Regions from separate parts of the Mus musculus genome. Here regions 1 and 3 are each linked to region 2. The links are chromatin contacts, called in public Hi-C and HiChIP or PLAC-seq maps. All regions are on one chromosome and are shown on one strand. Each heading gives the region's core, a stretch centred on a gene start, on an enhancer-like site or on the middle of the called end of the contact. The rest is flanking DNA. Distances are from core to core; before and after follow the strand shown. Region 1 overlaps Btbd9 (BTB (POZ) domain containing 9). Region 2 overlaps Dnah8 (dynein, axonemal, heavy chain 8). Region 3 overlaps Btbd9 (BTB (POZ) domain containing 9).

Evidence for each region. Hi-C and Micro-C count contacts between places; a contact is called where the count stands out from the background. HiChIP or PLAC-seq counts read pairs in DNA pulled down with a chosen protein or histone mark.
Region 1: a Hi-C map of the HPC-7 cell line shows a contact between it and region 2, with 1.5 times the contacts expected there. The contact joins two enhancer-like sites. A contact is called at or near these places in 1 of 484 Hi-C or Micro-C datasets (the HPC-7 cell line), 1 of 115 datasets of contacts at active chromatin or transcription factors (embryonic stem cells) and 3 of 9 other capture datasets (adipose tissue, liver and pancreatic islet).
Region 3: an H3K27ac HiChIP or PLAC-seq map of the HPC-7 cell line shows a contact between it and region 2, with 6 times the contacts expected there. The contact joins two enhancer-like sites. A contact is called at or near these places in 1 of 39 promoter capture datasets (the HPC-7 cell line), 1 of 484 Hi-C or Micro-C datasets (embryonic stem cells), 2 of 115 datasets of contacts at active chromatin or transcription factors (the HPC-7 cell line and neural progenitor cells) and 4 of 9 other capture datasets (adipose tissue, embryonic stem cells, liver and 1 more).

What each region holds. Positions count from the first base shown.
Region 1 is chr17:30,507,629-30,511,791 of GRCm38.p6, forward strand. The region is part of intron 6 of Btbd9 (BTB (POZ) domain containing 9); the gene reads right to left. Among named protein-coding and RNA genes, the nearest start is that of Btbd9, 67 kb to the right of the region's middle. Within about 2 kb of position 2,198, at least 12 of the 459 cell types and tissues checked have an H3K27ac peak or open chromatin away from gene starts, as enhancers often do. A contact at or near this core is called in the HPC-7 cell line, where this site is marked.
Region 2 is chr17:30,859,379-30,863,942 of GRCm38.p6, forward strand. All of the region lies in intron 91 of Dnah8 (dynein, axonemal, heavy chain 8), which reads left to right. Among named protein-coding and RNA genes, the nearest start is that of Gm41561, 3.4 kb to the left of the region's middle. Within about 2 kb of position 2,008, at least 7 of the 459 cell types and tissues checked have an H3K27ac peak or open chromatin away from gene starts, as enhancers often do. A contact at or near this core is called in the HPC-7 cell line, where this site is marked.
Region 3 is chr17:30,473,245-30,477,321 of GRCm38.p6, forward strand. All of the region lies in intron 6 of Btbd9 (BTB (POZ) domain containing 9), which reads right to left. Among named protein-coding and RNA genes, the nearest start is that of Btbd9, 100 kb to the right of the region's middle. Within about 2 kb of position 1,662, at least 7 of the 459 cell types and tissues checked have an H3K27ac peak or open chromatin away from gene starts, as enhancers often do. A contact at or near this core is called in the HPC-7 cell line, where this site is marked.

The sequences.
Region 1 (4,163 bases), core at 948-3,447, 350 kb before region 2:
CAGTCCCCCTTTCTTCTGGTTTTCTGACTCCTCATAAATATTCAGTGACTCTATCTGTTACTCTTTTACTTATTTCAAAGTTCCAGAAGAATGCCTGAAAACCTGATTTGTAAGAAGCCAGAATAACTACTACAGAAGCCCACGTGCCCTCTACTCTGCAGCCCATGACTCCTGAGTTAGCTGGCACACAGTGGGCACCCACAGACTGGGCATAATTAATGCTTCCCATCAGTAAGAGACTTAAACAGTACAAATAGTTTCACGTGCTATTTCACAAACCACAGACTTCAGAATAGTTTATATTTAAATACAGTTATATTTTTAAAATCATTTTAAATTCTCTTCTGCGCTAAGTAAAATTGTTATAATTTAGTGACACCATGTGGCTATGTTTTGCTTTACATTCTTAGAAAATAAATGTTCCCCTCCAGTAGGCTGTTCAGTGCTAGTTCAATTATGACATCAAAGTTACAAGTAGAGGAACAATTCAAACTGTGTTTGCTAAAATGGCTACTTCTTCAAAGTGGGACCCTTCCCACTCTTCCATGTCTAAATAGGGCATTTCGCAAAGGTTTGAGCTTTCTGGTCCTGTGAGAAGAGTAAGACTCAGCGTGACTGACTAGGGATCTAAAGCCTCGGGGTGAACTGCCCAATTATGCCAGTGTTTGCCTTTCAAAGCAAACAAATGTTCTGTCTGCCCAGTTAGTGGATGAGATGGGGCAGAGGGAGTGGAGGCTGACCAGACACACACATCCATGCACTGCTAGTGTGGCGAGGAGAGAACGCCCCATAAATAGAAACACTTCTCTCCTCATTTGCTGTACCTGTCCCCTAGATCTACAGCCCTGTGAAGGTACTATAATCTAATGAGAATGGGTGGGGGGATGTCACAGCCAATGACAGCAGGGAGGAGGGGAGACGGAATAGATGGAGGCAATAAAAGAGATTCAAGTGCTTTACCCCAACAAATGCTACAGTTTTAGTACACATCTAATGAGGCTCCCACAGAAGACTAGCTAATATGAACAACATTCTCCATATACCAAAGAAGGCCTACATGCTCAGAGCAGAGACGAGATCATAGCATCTCCTGTCTCTCCGCTTACAACACTACCACCCTGGCAACCTTACTCAAAAATACATGCCTGCTCTCAGTGACCCGTACTTATAAATTTGTGTATATGCTACTCTCAACTGATGAGTGCAGAAACCCTGACATCTATCAGTGTTACAAGCTCGGGACTGAGTACAGTGTAGAGCACAAAGCAGGTGCTAATTTGCTGAATGAGTAAGCAGTGAACGAACGAACGAACGATCGAACGAACGAACGAAGACAATTTTCTTTCCTGGGCTAGTGAAGCATGCCTAAATCCCTGTTCTGAGTAAAAACAGAGCCCCTCTAGTGAGGTATTTATCATCACCGAAGGCCTCTAATGTAACCCCTGAGACTAGAAGACAGACTGGCAAATGTTCTGCAACACCCCTTCCTTTTTCTGCGACATACTTGACACATAATAATTTCTTGCTCTAAGAAAATGGGAATAAGGAGGGAAAGGAAACAGTAGTTATTCAAACAAGCAACGGGCATCAAAGGGAAGCATTGGTAGAGAATCAAGTGCCTGCTACAAGAAGCAAGACCTGTCTCATCAGGGGTGCGATCACTAATTCAACTGTCCCAACCTAGCCCACCACAGTCTGCCTAAATTCAACATTTGATTTCAAAGAGTTTCTAAAGGATTAGAAACATATGTAGCATTCTGTAGCATTGGGATTCTTTAGCATTAGCCCACTTTCCTGAGCAGGATATAAAAGTAAAAAGTATTTCAAAACACTGACAGGGGTGACTGATATTTAAAAATTAAAATTTTATTTTCATAAAGCATCAATATAACACTTAACTGCAGTATCAATTCACATAACACACACAAACACACACGGGGGGGAGAGAGAGAGAGAGAAAGAGAGAGAGAGAAGTCGTTATCAATGCAAAGTTCTTACAAGTGACACAGTGAGGTTTGGTCTGAGGATAAAGATGCACACAGATAAACTGCAAGTCGCTTTTCTTCAGCTCCAGCTGAGGGTTAAGGTAGGAGGAGCTGGTGTTAGTAAAACTTTGGTGCACATAGAACAGCACCACACACACACCACTCCTGGCAAGGGTTCAGAAAGGTCAGTCACTTCCTTCCACTCATCATCACTGAAGTGATAACTGTGGTGTGAGGCTGGCGCTTCCTTACTGCCAGGAGACGCAACCACCACCATGCCAGGCGGACGCTGCCAGGGTTACCCCGCACAGGCAGAGGCATGGCAGACCTAGTGTTATGTTATGTGTTTTCTCAGAACCAAAAATATACAAAACCTGCTGTAAACATTCAAAAATGAGCAAGCCATTAGTTATTAGTTATTAAGATACTGTTTGTGGCAGGCTCAGGACAGTACAGGGAAGCACTCACAGGCTTGGCTGCTAGGAAAAGGCACAGTGGCATCTTAATAAAAGCCAATGTGCCAAAGATGCCAACCTTCTCTGAAGATCAAACAACAGCTCAGATTCTCAAAGGGTGATTAAAAAAAAAAAAGTCTGCTCTGTAGAAAACAAGCAGCCTTCCTGCTCAATAACTATCAAGCTCACAGGGTGCGGTTCTCCCGTTCAGTAACTATCGAGCTCACAGAGTACGGCTCCTGCTCCTTTTTGGTGAGGGCAGCATGCTCAGTGAGGCACAGATTCACCACAGCAAGGGTGTGAACTGAAGCCAGGGTTGGGGTGAGCGCCATCTGCAGCACAGCACAGGTTCCACAATGCCGACTGACTGACCTAAGTCTCAGAAAGAGGTGTAGGTCAAATCTCCCATGCCTTGATTGATAAAATACCACTTTTTTCAATTTAACAGATGAAATCTGCCATCCATACAAAGCATTAAAAACCTTCAACATGAACCTCAAATTTCAGTTTCCTACAGAAAACAAGCCCTAAAAAAGTAGAGCTGTTTGCCAGCTCAGGGAGTCTGCCACCACTCAGACCCTCTTAACGACTGCTCTGCTCAGATGGACAGTGAATGTTCAAGGCAATGCAGACTTCATCTCTCACCGTCAGTCAGCGCCTTACACCATGAACCTGCACTGGGTACAGAGTGGCCGCCTAGCACAGTGTCACGGTCTGAGTGCTGTCTGACAATCCTAAGACTTAGAACCCACACTCTATGCCTCTAAAAGCTTGTAATTTTACTCTGAGGGAAACCAAAGCAACACAAAAGACACTAAACAACAAAGGTGACATATGTACAAATACACAAATTAACTAACACAAGAAAAATTAAACCCTTACACACTAAGGAAGTATTTGCAGAGTGAAGTACCCACAGGAAGTTCATTTAGAACATTGTTTAAGCAGTCAATAAATGATTCTGAAGGGAATCAAAGCATCCTTGGATAGTCAAGTAAGGTCTAATTCTTAGATTTATCTTAAACTGCTGTTAGAACAAACACCTAAGCTGACGAACGATTTATGAAGCAATGCAGGAGACATGTTAAAATGCTTGTCCTCATTGCCGGGCATGGTGGCACACGCCTTTAATCCCAGCCCTTGGGAGGCAGAGGCAGGCGGATTTCTGAGTTTGAGGCCAGCCTGGTCTACAAAGTGAGTTCCAGGACAGCCAGGGCTATACAGAGAAACCCTGTCTCAAAAAACTAAAATGCTCGTCGTCTTTAAAGCTTTCTAACTGATGCTGATCCTGAGGCCCCTCCCTCCTCTCATTCCCACCCTCTCTTAGGGCACCTTTGCTCCATCAGCTTTCTGGTCTGGAGCCAACGTACTGCGGTGGTCTGACTTGAGAATGGCCTCCATGGGTGCATGTTATCTGAATGTTTGGTTCTCAGTTGGTAGACCTTCTTGATTAGGGGGTGTGGCCTTGTGGGAGGAAGCTTGACACCGAGGCTGGGCTTTGGGCTTTCCCATGCAGAACTGAGTTCGTGCATGCATGCATGCATGTGCCTCATGCTTGTGGGAAAAGAGGTGAGCTCTCAGCTCCTGCTCCTCTAGAACCATGCCTGGCTGCAGCTTCTCATGGGCTTACCCTCTGAAGCTTTCTTCTCTAAGTGGTATTTGGCCGAATGTTTGCTACAGCAACTGAACAGCAACTACGACATGGACTAAAACAAAAGCAGAG
Region 2 (4,564 bases), core at 758-3,257:
TTGAGATCCATGATGCCACAAGGACAGGTGACATCCTTTATTACACACACACACATGCATATGCACACACATACATACACATATGTGCACACAGACACATATACACACATGTGCACACAGACATATACATACATGCATATGCATACACACATACACACATATACAGACATACACACCTACACACATATACATACACACACACACACACTCGTGCACACACATATACATGTACATACACAAACACACACATATGCACACATACACATACATGCACATATACATACATACAAATATACCCATCCCAACATACACAGACATATATGCACACCTCTCATACGCACACACACACACACACACACACACACACCCCAGCATCCTAGCCAGCACTGCTTGCACTTGCCTTGTTGTTGTTGATTTGGTTCAGCACACTTGAAGGGGCTGTGTCAGACACCACAGAGCCTCACCTGGTATTTTCAGGCCCCCTTCAAGATGATTTCTGTGACAGTTGATGAGCTCAGCCATGCGGACAATTAGACTGGATGATGAAAATGGTCACGTTCGCGGCATCGGTGACCCTGTGCTGTTTGTTTCAGCCACACGGCTCCTTCTTTGATGTGTGCACTTACTTTCCAGCAGACTCTGCAGACCCAGAGGGCCTTTGTCTTCTGCTAGTGTTCCCTGGCAGGCTTGAACACGTGGAATTTTCACTCTCTCTAAAGCTGTGGTTCTCATGGCCCACAAAGGAATTTTTGGCTGCCCACCCCACCCCTGTGTACCATTCTCAGGGTGCCGTGTACACATGATTTGGCTTCTGGTATGTGAGTGTGTGTGTGTGTGTGTATGTCCCCTACATGTAGGGATGTGTCTAAACTAACAGGGATAAGCCATAGGGAGGCAGCTGTCAAGCTAAACAGTTGACTCCTTTGTGACACCTTCTAATTAATAGCTGCCTTTTGTCACTTGATGCCGGGAGAGACTCATGTGTGCTAATGACATGATGGTGGAGGCCGGGCATGCTCCCCAGGCCTCGCACCTCTGTATTAGATCGAACCCTGCAGCAACAATCATTTTCCAAATGCTTAAATCAGTCTGGAGCCTGGTGCCATTTAGATACCAATCCCCCCAAGCCCCCCTCCCGTGTCTCCCTAAGCCATAGCCGTCTGTTGTAGCAGATATCGCTACCACCGTATTCACCAACATGAATCAAGATTTCTCACTTAGAGGGACTGGTGCTGAAGCAAGGAGATGTGTCATTTTGTCCTGTTATGTTGCCTCGTTCCCCTCCCCGTCCCCTCCCACCCCCTGTGAGTGTGTGTGTGTGTGTGTGTGTGTGTGTGTGAGTGTTTGGAGCAATGCCACCAACCGGCTGCAATTTCTGAACGCTCATTTTGAGAACAGCCCTAAGAGTTGCTGTTTGTCAAGGTGGAAAAGTGGGCCAAGGGTTAATAGATGTTCAGGATTGGAAAGGAACCAGGAAAAACTCCCTGCCTCGTGCCAGTTATTTGGCTTTTTCCTCTGGTATTACTTATGACCCCGCCTCCCCCCTTCTCTTTCTGGGACCCATGTTTTCTTGCTCTCCCTCTCCCAAGCTGTTTGGTGGCGGATCCAGGTTTGTGTGTTCTGGAGGAGGGTGCTCAGGGGGAGAATTACCAGGTTGTGTATCTGTCTATGTGACCAATCAATGCCAACAGCCAATGCAGGAAGTCCTGACTGGCCACACAGCCACACCTGTGAGAGAGGAGGCTGAGCCCACAGGCAGAGCCTGCCTGGGAAAAGCCACAAAGAGGGCTGGCGGGGGCAGGGGGGGGGGCAAGAAGGGTGCCTGAGTTTCAGAACAGTAGGGGAACCCACTCTACTGAGCGAAAAACCTTGTCAGGGATAACAGGCAGTTCTGCCCTGCCTTCACATGAGAGGAGACTTTAGCTACCAGCCTTGCTCATAGTCAGCCACACCTCTTAAAATTCTAGCCTCAAATATGGCTGCCAACTGTCTAGGCCCTTGTAATTTGGTCAGCCATCAGAAACCACCAAAACCACTTTCTCCAAGGCCACCCCTGTTAATGACATTTCTGCTAACTTCGTTCCCTTGGCTGCAGCTAGGATGGCAAGTCTGAAGGCTTGCCCTTCCTCCCTCCCTCCCTCCCTCCCTCCCTTCCTCCCTCCCTCCCTCCCTCCCTCCCTCCCTCCCTCCTTTCCTTCCTTCCTTCCTTCCTTCCTTCCTTCCTTCCTTCCTTCCTTCCTTCCTTCTTTCCTTCTGTCCTTCCTATCTTATATGTGTGTGCCACATGCATGCTAGTGTCCACACAGGGTCAGAAGAAGCAATCTGATAACCCCTCTTGAAGCTGGAGTTAAAGATAGTTACGAGCCACTCGTTGTAGGTTCTAGGAACCGAACTCTGGTCCCCCGGAAGAGCAGTAAGTGCTGTTAACTGCTGAACCATCTCTCTGATTCCTGGAAACTATTTTAGACCTTGGCTTCCTTCCTCCACTTCCTTGGTTCCCTTCTTGTGCCAGCCCCTCCCTCCAAGCTCTGCCTTTGGGCTCAGCCTCCTCTCTCACAGATGTGGCTGTGTATCTGTCTGTGTGACCCACTCAATGCCAACAGCTGATGCAGGAAGTCCCAACCTCCAGTGACCTCCAGAGTGCACAACCTGGTAATTCTCCCCCACCCCCTCCCCCCAGCCATCCTCACAGGGAGTCTGCAGTTTCCCTGAGCACCCTCCTCCAGAACACACAAACCGGGACCCTCCTCCAAACAGCTCTGGAAAGGGAGAGCAGGAAAGCATGGGCCCCAGAAAGAGAAGGGGGTCATAAGTAATACCAGGGGAGCCAGAGGTCAAGCCAGAGGAACCCCAAATGGCTGGCTGCATTTCTCAGGAAGATCCCAATTGGAATAGAAGTCCCAGGGGTGCAGGTGGGAACTTGATTTTGAGATGAGTGAGAGGGGAGAAAGAAAAGAATGGAGAGAGGGAGGGAGAGAGGGAGAGAGAGAGAGAGAGAGAGAGAGAGAGAGAGAGAATTTGTATGGATGATATGGCCAGTACTCTTAAGAAATAATCAGACTTTGAAGAAAAGAAATACACTGTAAGATGGAAGGAAGGATTTGTTTTCTCTTTAAATGATAAGAGAAGCCTGTTCAAATACTGGTGGATCGAGGGAGGAAAGGACGGACGGACAGACAGACAGACACACACACAACACACACACACACACACACACACACACACACACGAGAGAGAGAGAGAGAGAGAGAGAGAGAGAGAGAGAGAGAGAGAGAGAGAGAGAGGAGGGAGGGGGAGGGGAGAAGGAGGGGGAAGGGAGAGTCTACGGATACCAGCAGGGGGTTAGAAAAGGTGGGAGGGATATGTGTGTCACAGTGGAGAGACTGTGCAGAGCAGGCGGAATGGTCCCTGGCCACCTCTCCCACTGTAACAAGCACAGCAAGGAAGGAGTGAGTGACCATAGATGCTGTGCTGAGTGGTTTTAAGCCAACTTGACACAAGTCATTTGAGTGGAGGGAACCTCAATTGAGAAAATGCCTCCATAAGATTGGACTGTAGGCAAGCCTGTAGGGTACGCTCTTAGTTAGTGATTGATGGGGGAGGGCCCAGGCCATTGTGGATGGGGCCACCCCTGGGCTGGTGATCCTGGGTTCTATAGAAAAGCAGGCAGTGCAAGCCAGTAAGCAACCCCTCTCCATGGCCTCTGCATCAGCACCTGCCTCCTTGTTTCTACCCTGTTTGAGTTCCTGTCCTGACTTCCTTCAGAGATGAACAGTGATGTGGAAGTGTAAGCCAAACAAATCCTTTCCTCCCCAGCTTGCTCTTTGGTCCCAGTGTTTCATTAATAGAAACCCTAACTAAGACAGATGCTCACAGTAGATAACTGTAGGCTTGGTGCTAAGAGCTTAAGGGAGCTTTCTGGCCTCCATTTAAAGGAATAGACAAGCTTATCTTGGGAGTGAGAAAATGTTGGGGGCAGGAATTTCAGGAAAGAGATGGGAGCTGCGGACAGGGCAGGACATCAGGTGGCTTTGGCGTCCTCCAGCGGTGAGGCTCTGCTGTAAGAAGGGAGCTCCTGGGTTTACCTGTGTTTGGGGTGTTGCCCGGTGTGCAGTGGAAAGGGAGGAGCCAATGAGGCAGGGAAGAAAGAGGGTACAGTTCATGAGGTACAGATGCTGTGGTCTGGGCAAGCAGGATGGCTCAAGGGCACCAGGAAGCTACTTGCCACCAAGCCTGATGACCTGACTTTGGTCCCTGGAACCCACATGGTAGAAGGAGGGAGCTGATTTAAGTTGTCCCCTGACTTTTACACACGCATCATGGCATACTTGTGCCCCCCCTAAAAAAGTCAGTGTCAACACCATGATGTTAAGAATGGAGAGGCCATCCTGCTGGATAGGACACTGAGGAGGAACATGGAGACTGAGGAGATGGCTTAGTAAGAGCTCAAGATACAGCCATACAGACCTGAGATCTGAGATCCCACAAAGGAAGCTGAGCGCCTGGGCACAGAGCTGTAATCCCAGCCTGACTCAGGGAGTGGAGACAAGGAGCATCCTGGGGC
Region 3 (4,077 bases), core at 412-2,911, 390 kb before region 2:
CTCAGAAATCTGCCTGCCTCTGCCTCCCAAGTGCTGGGATTAAGGCGTGCGCCACCACGCCTGGCTTCCTTTACTCTTAGTGGGTCCCAGGTCTCAAAAAATATTATCAAAATTAGTACAAGTGAGTCTTCCAAGTCTGGGCTATACAATATGAGATTCATCAGAAATTCAGTAAATATATACTGCATCTCAGCCATTTCACCGACTATAGAGCCAAGTGCGGCTTCTTCACCCAAGTGAGCACCGGGTGCGTTCCTGTTGCCTACATCCAGGCTGCAGACTAGTACACAACCCAAGATGGCAATCAAAACTGCAGACAAAGATGCCACTGGCATTTCCAAGCACTTCTTTAAAAAAAATTACAGTTGGGCAGTGGTGGCACACACCTTTAGTCCCAGCACTTGGGAGGCAGAGGCAGGTGGATCTCTGAGTTCAAGGCCAGCCTGATCTACAGAGTGAGTTCCATCACAGAGAAACCCTGTCTCAAAAAACAAACAAAAAATTACAGAAATGGCCTATATGTTCAATAAGAGACCCCGTAAAAATGTTGCCATATAACTGACTTAAAATAGCAAATATTCTGGGTAAAATCTTAAATAAAATTCATGCAACCTCTCCACTGGTGTGTGTGTGTGTGTGTGTGTATGTGTGTGTGTGTGTGTGTGTGTGTCATATTTGTTTGTAGATCTAATTTTTAAAAACAATAAATGACACAAGAGGCTGGAGATATAGCTCAGTTAGAAGACTGCTTATCTACCAAGCCAATTCATAAATTCATGCTGGTCCAGAGCCCAGCAGCACATAAAATCAGGTGTAGTGACACAGGCCTGCAACTTTAGCACAAGGGCAGTGGAGGCAGGAGGATTATAAATTCAAGGTCATCCTGAGGTACACAGTGAGTTTGAGGACCAACTGCAGTACATATGAGACCCTATCTCCAAGAAAAAAATTATAGGAAAAAACACAAAATTTTTAGGCTTGGTTATCTCTGAATTCAAGATCAATTTTTTTCTTATTTTCTTTTTGTCTTTGCCTTTTATTTTTGTTTTGTTGTTGTTTGAATCATGGTCTCTCTATATATCCCTGGCTGGCCTGGAATTTACAAAGGTTCACCTACAACTGCCTTGAAAGTCCTGAGATTAAAGGCAAGCTTAGAATTTTGTTGGAATTTATACTAAGTTTTCTGCAATAAACACACATAAGTGTCTTTAAACTATGCATTGCTATCAGGTTTAGAAGACTATGCCAGTGCCAGCACGTGGCCCAGTGGTGCGTGCTGAGGCCTTGTCTGCCTCCTCTTCAAGTCTAAGTTTGGCTCTAAGACAGTCATCCTGGATTCTTTCTTCCACTCACACACCACTACACAAATCTACACTTCACAAACCCAGGACCTCCAACCAGCTTCCCATACTCTAGTCAAATTCTGCCTGCCAAGATTACTGTAGCTTCCTGTTGCCAGATCCAATCACTCGGTGTTTGGGACCTTACTAGCTGAGTTCTTCCCTCTAATTAAACATTTCAAAACTCATGCCAAGGGAAGGACTCCACTGGAATCAAAACAGTTCATTTATCACTTCTGTCTTTTCCCTCCCTCCCTGGTTCAATATCTCTGAGCTGATTGGCAGTGTCAAACAAAGGGAAGTCAGGCGACTAGATGTGGGTGTCTGCTCAGTCTCAGTAAGAAGTGACACAGCTTTGGTGATGTCCTCACTTAATACTGACACAGGCACTGAAGGGATCTATTAGTTTACAGTTGTTTTATAACAAGGTATAAAAACAGTACACATGCCGACAGCATCAGCACAGTGGATCCTCAACAGTTAAACCATTGTAACACAAACCAAAACCACAATCAGGAATTATTCCCCTAGGGATCACTACAATTCCCAATCACTTATTTTTCATTGTAAGAAATAACTTGCACATAAATCAGAATATTTACAGATTTATGATTGGTGCATTTTCTGTATATAGAGAATTGTACGAGAATCAAGATGAATTTTATTCCTTAAAAGACGGTCATGTGACTCATGGAAACCGATGTGATGCTTCTGACAGTGCAAATGAGCCCCTGTAAAGGCCTCCTGGTACTCTCCCTCACTTAAGGTGGAAATCCTCTTACCATCCTCTACAAAGAGCCCTGGCCAGGATCCTAGTGAATATGTAAATATCCACAGGGCCCAGGGCAAGTCTGTCTACTTCTGCTGATTCAGAAGGTATAAAATACCAAGGTAGCCAGTCCTTCCTCTGTTTTTGAGAGATAGGGATTGGGTAGAGTTAGGAAGAACACTTTGTATACTGGCTCTCACACACTGGCAACACGACACTGAATTCTATCATACATAAACACTGGATAACATGACACAGAAACAGATCTTCATGTTTTCACTTTTCCCTTTAGTGGACTTTACCTGCTATGGAACTACCAAACTTAAGACATTTCCCAGCCTCCATGGCCAGTGTGTACACTGATCAGCTAAGTTCTCACCACTACAGTGTGAGTGGTAGTGATGGCTACCACTGCCAGGCCTTGGTCTCATACACTGAGCATGTGCTAAGAACTCATGGGAGCCATAGCTAGGGAAAACCAAGCCATGGGCCCTGAAGGCTGCCTCAGACGGGAAGAAAGAACCAACCAAGTGTGAACAAAGCCATTGCACTGTCCAGGATAACTGCTTATTCCATGACCATATCCATACAGATGCAGATGAAACCTCAAAGTGCATGTTAGAAGTTACAGTGTGGAGGTAGCCAGTGGACAGGAACAATCTTCTGATCGAGTGTGAACTTAGTCCTGCACACTGACTTTCTAGAAAGTCATCAGCATCCTACAATAAAGTAATGCTTGAATCCAAAGTGTCAAACCCAAGAGACAGAACTACAAATTACTTTGGGGAAATTAAGTGGTTCCTGAGGAACATGTACATTGTCAACATTAATGAAAAAAGGCGAGTGGGAGAAATGATATAATTATTCACTGTGACTCTAAATGATTTTAACTCTAAATCCAAGTATAATCTAGGATCGACAGGTATTAGCTACAGAACCTCCTTCTAATGTTGCTTATTAACTCGAGAGACCTCAAATTGTTATCTAGAGCAGTTTTTAATCTAAATTTACTAAGTCGACAGCCCTTTGTTTACTATTTTTAATTGCTTGTTCTACATTTAACTGCCAACAACTAGTTTAACAATTATTCGTTCTTATAACTTGGTTCAACCTATTGCCACATTTATTCAGACCTGTATGTACTGAATTCTTCTAACCAAACAAACTCAGAGACAACTCTAATAACCATGACAGGGAGACTGAATATAAAGAATCTGAATCTCTCCTATCTGAATTCTTTAGCACAGGTTGTATTTAAAACCACATGACCATGAGTCTGTTCAAGAATTAAACTGCCACAGCCAAACAACTCATGGATTACCACTGGCTGACTTTAAACAACTCATGGGTTACCTCTGGTTGGCTTTAAACAACTCATGGGTTACCTCTGGTTGGCTTTAAACAACTCATGGGTTACCTCTGGTTGGCTTTAAACAACTCATGGGTTACCTCTGGTTGCTTTAAACAACTCATGGATTACCTCTGGTTTTCTTTTTTTTTTTTTGGTTTTTCGAGACAGGGTTTCTCTGTGTAGTCCTGACTGTCCTGGAACTCACTTTGTAGACCAGGCTGGCCTGGAACTCAGAAATCCGCCTGCCTCTGCCGCACAAGTGCTGGGATTAAAGGCGTGCACCACCACACCCGGCTCAAGGTTTCTTTAAACAACTCATAGGTTACCTCTGGTTGGCTTTAAACAACTCATGGATTACCTCTGGTTGGCTTTAAACAACTCATAGGTTACCTCTGGTTGGCTTTAAAAAGTGTTTTCTTTTTAAATAGTCATGGAGATTTCTCAGAGAAACCAAGAAAATGATGTGCATTCAAGGGATCAAGGCAAGTAGTAGAATCAGTTCATGTAGTGTCTTAATGCCCACCACAAACATAATGGGATATGGATTAACAAGCTGTAGTGAGACCTGACGCTAAGTACTAAAATTGAGGTAGAAAACAACCTGTGTTGGACTCTAC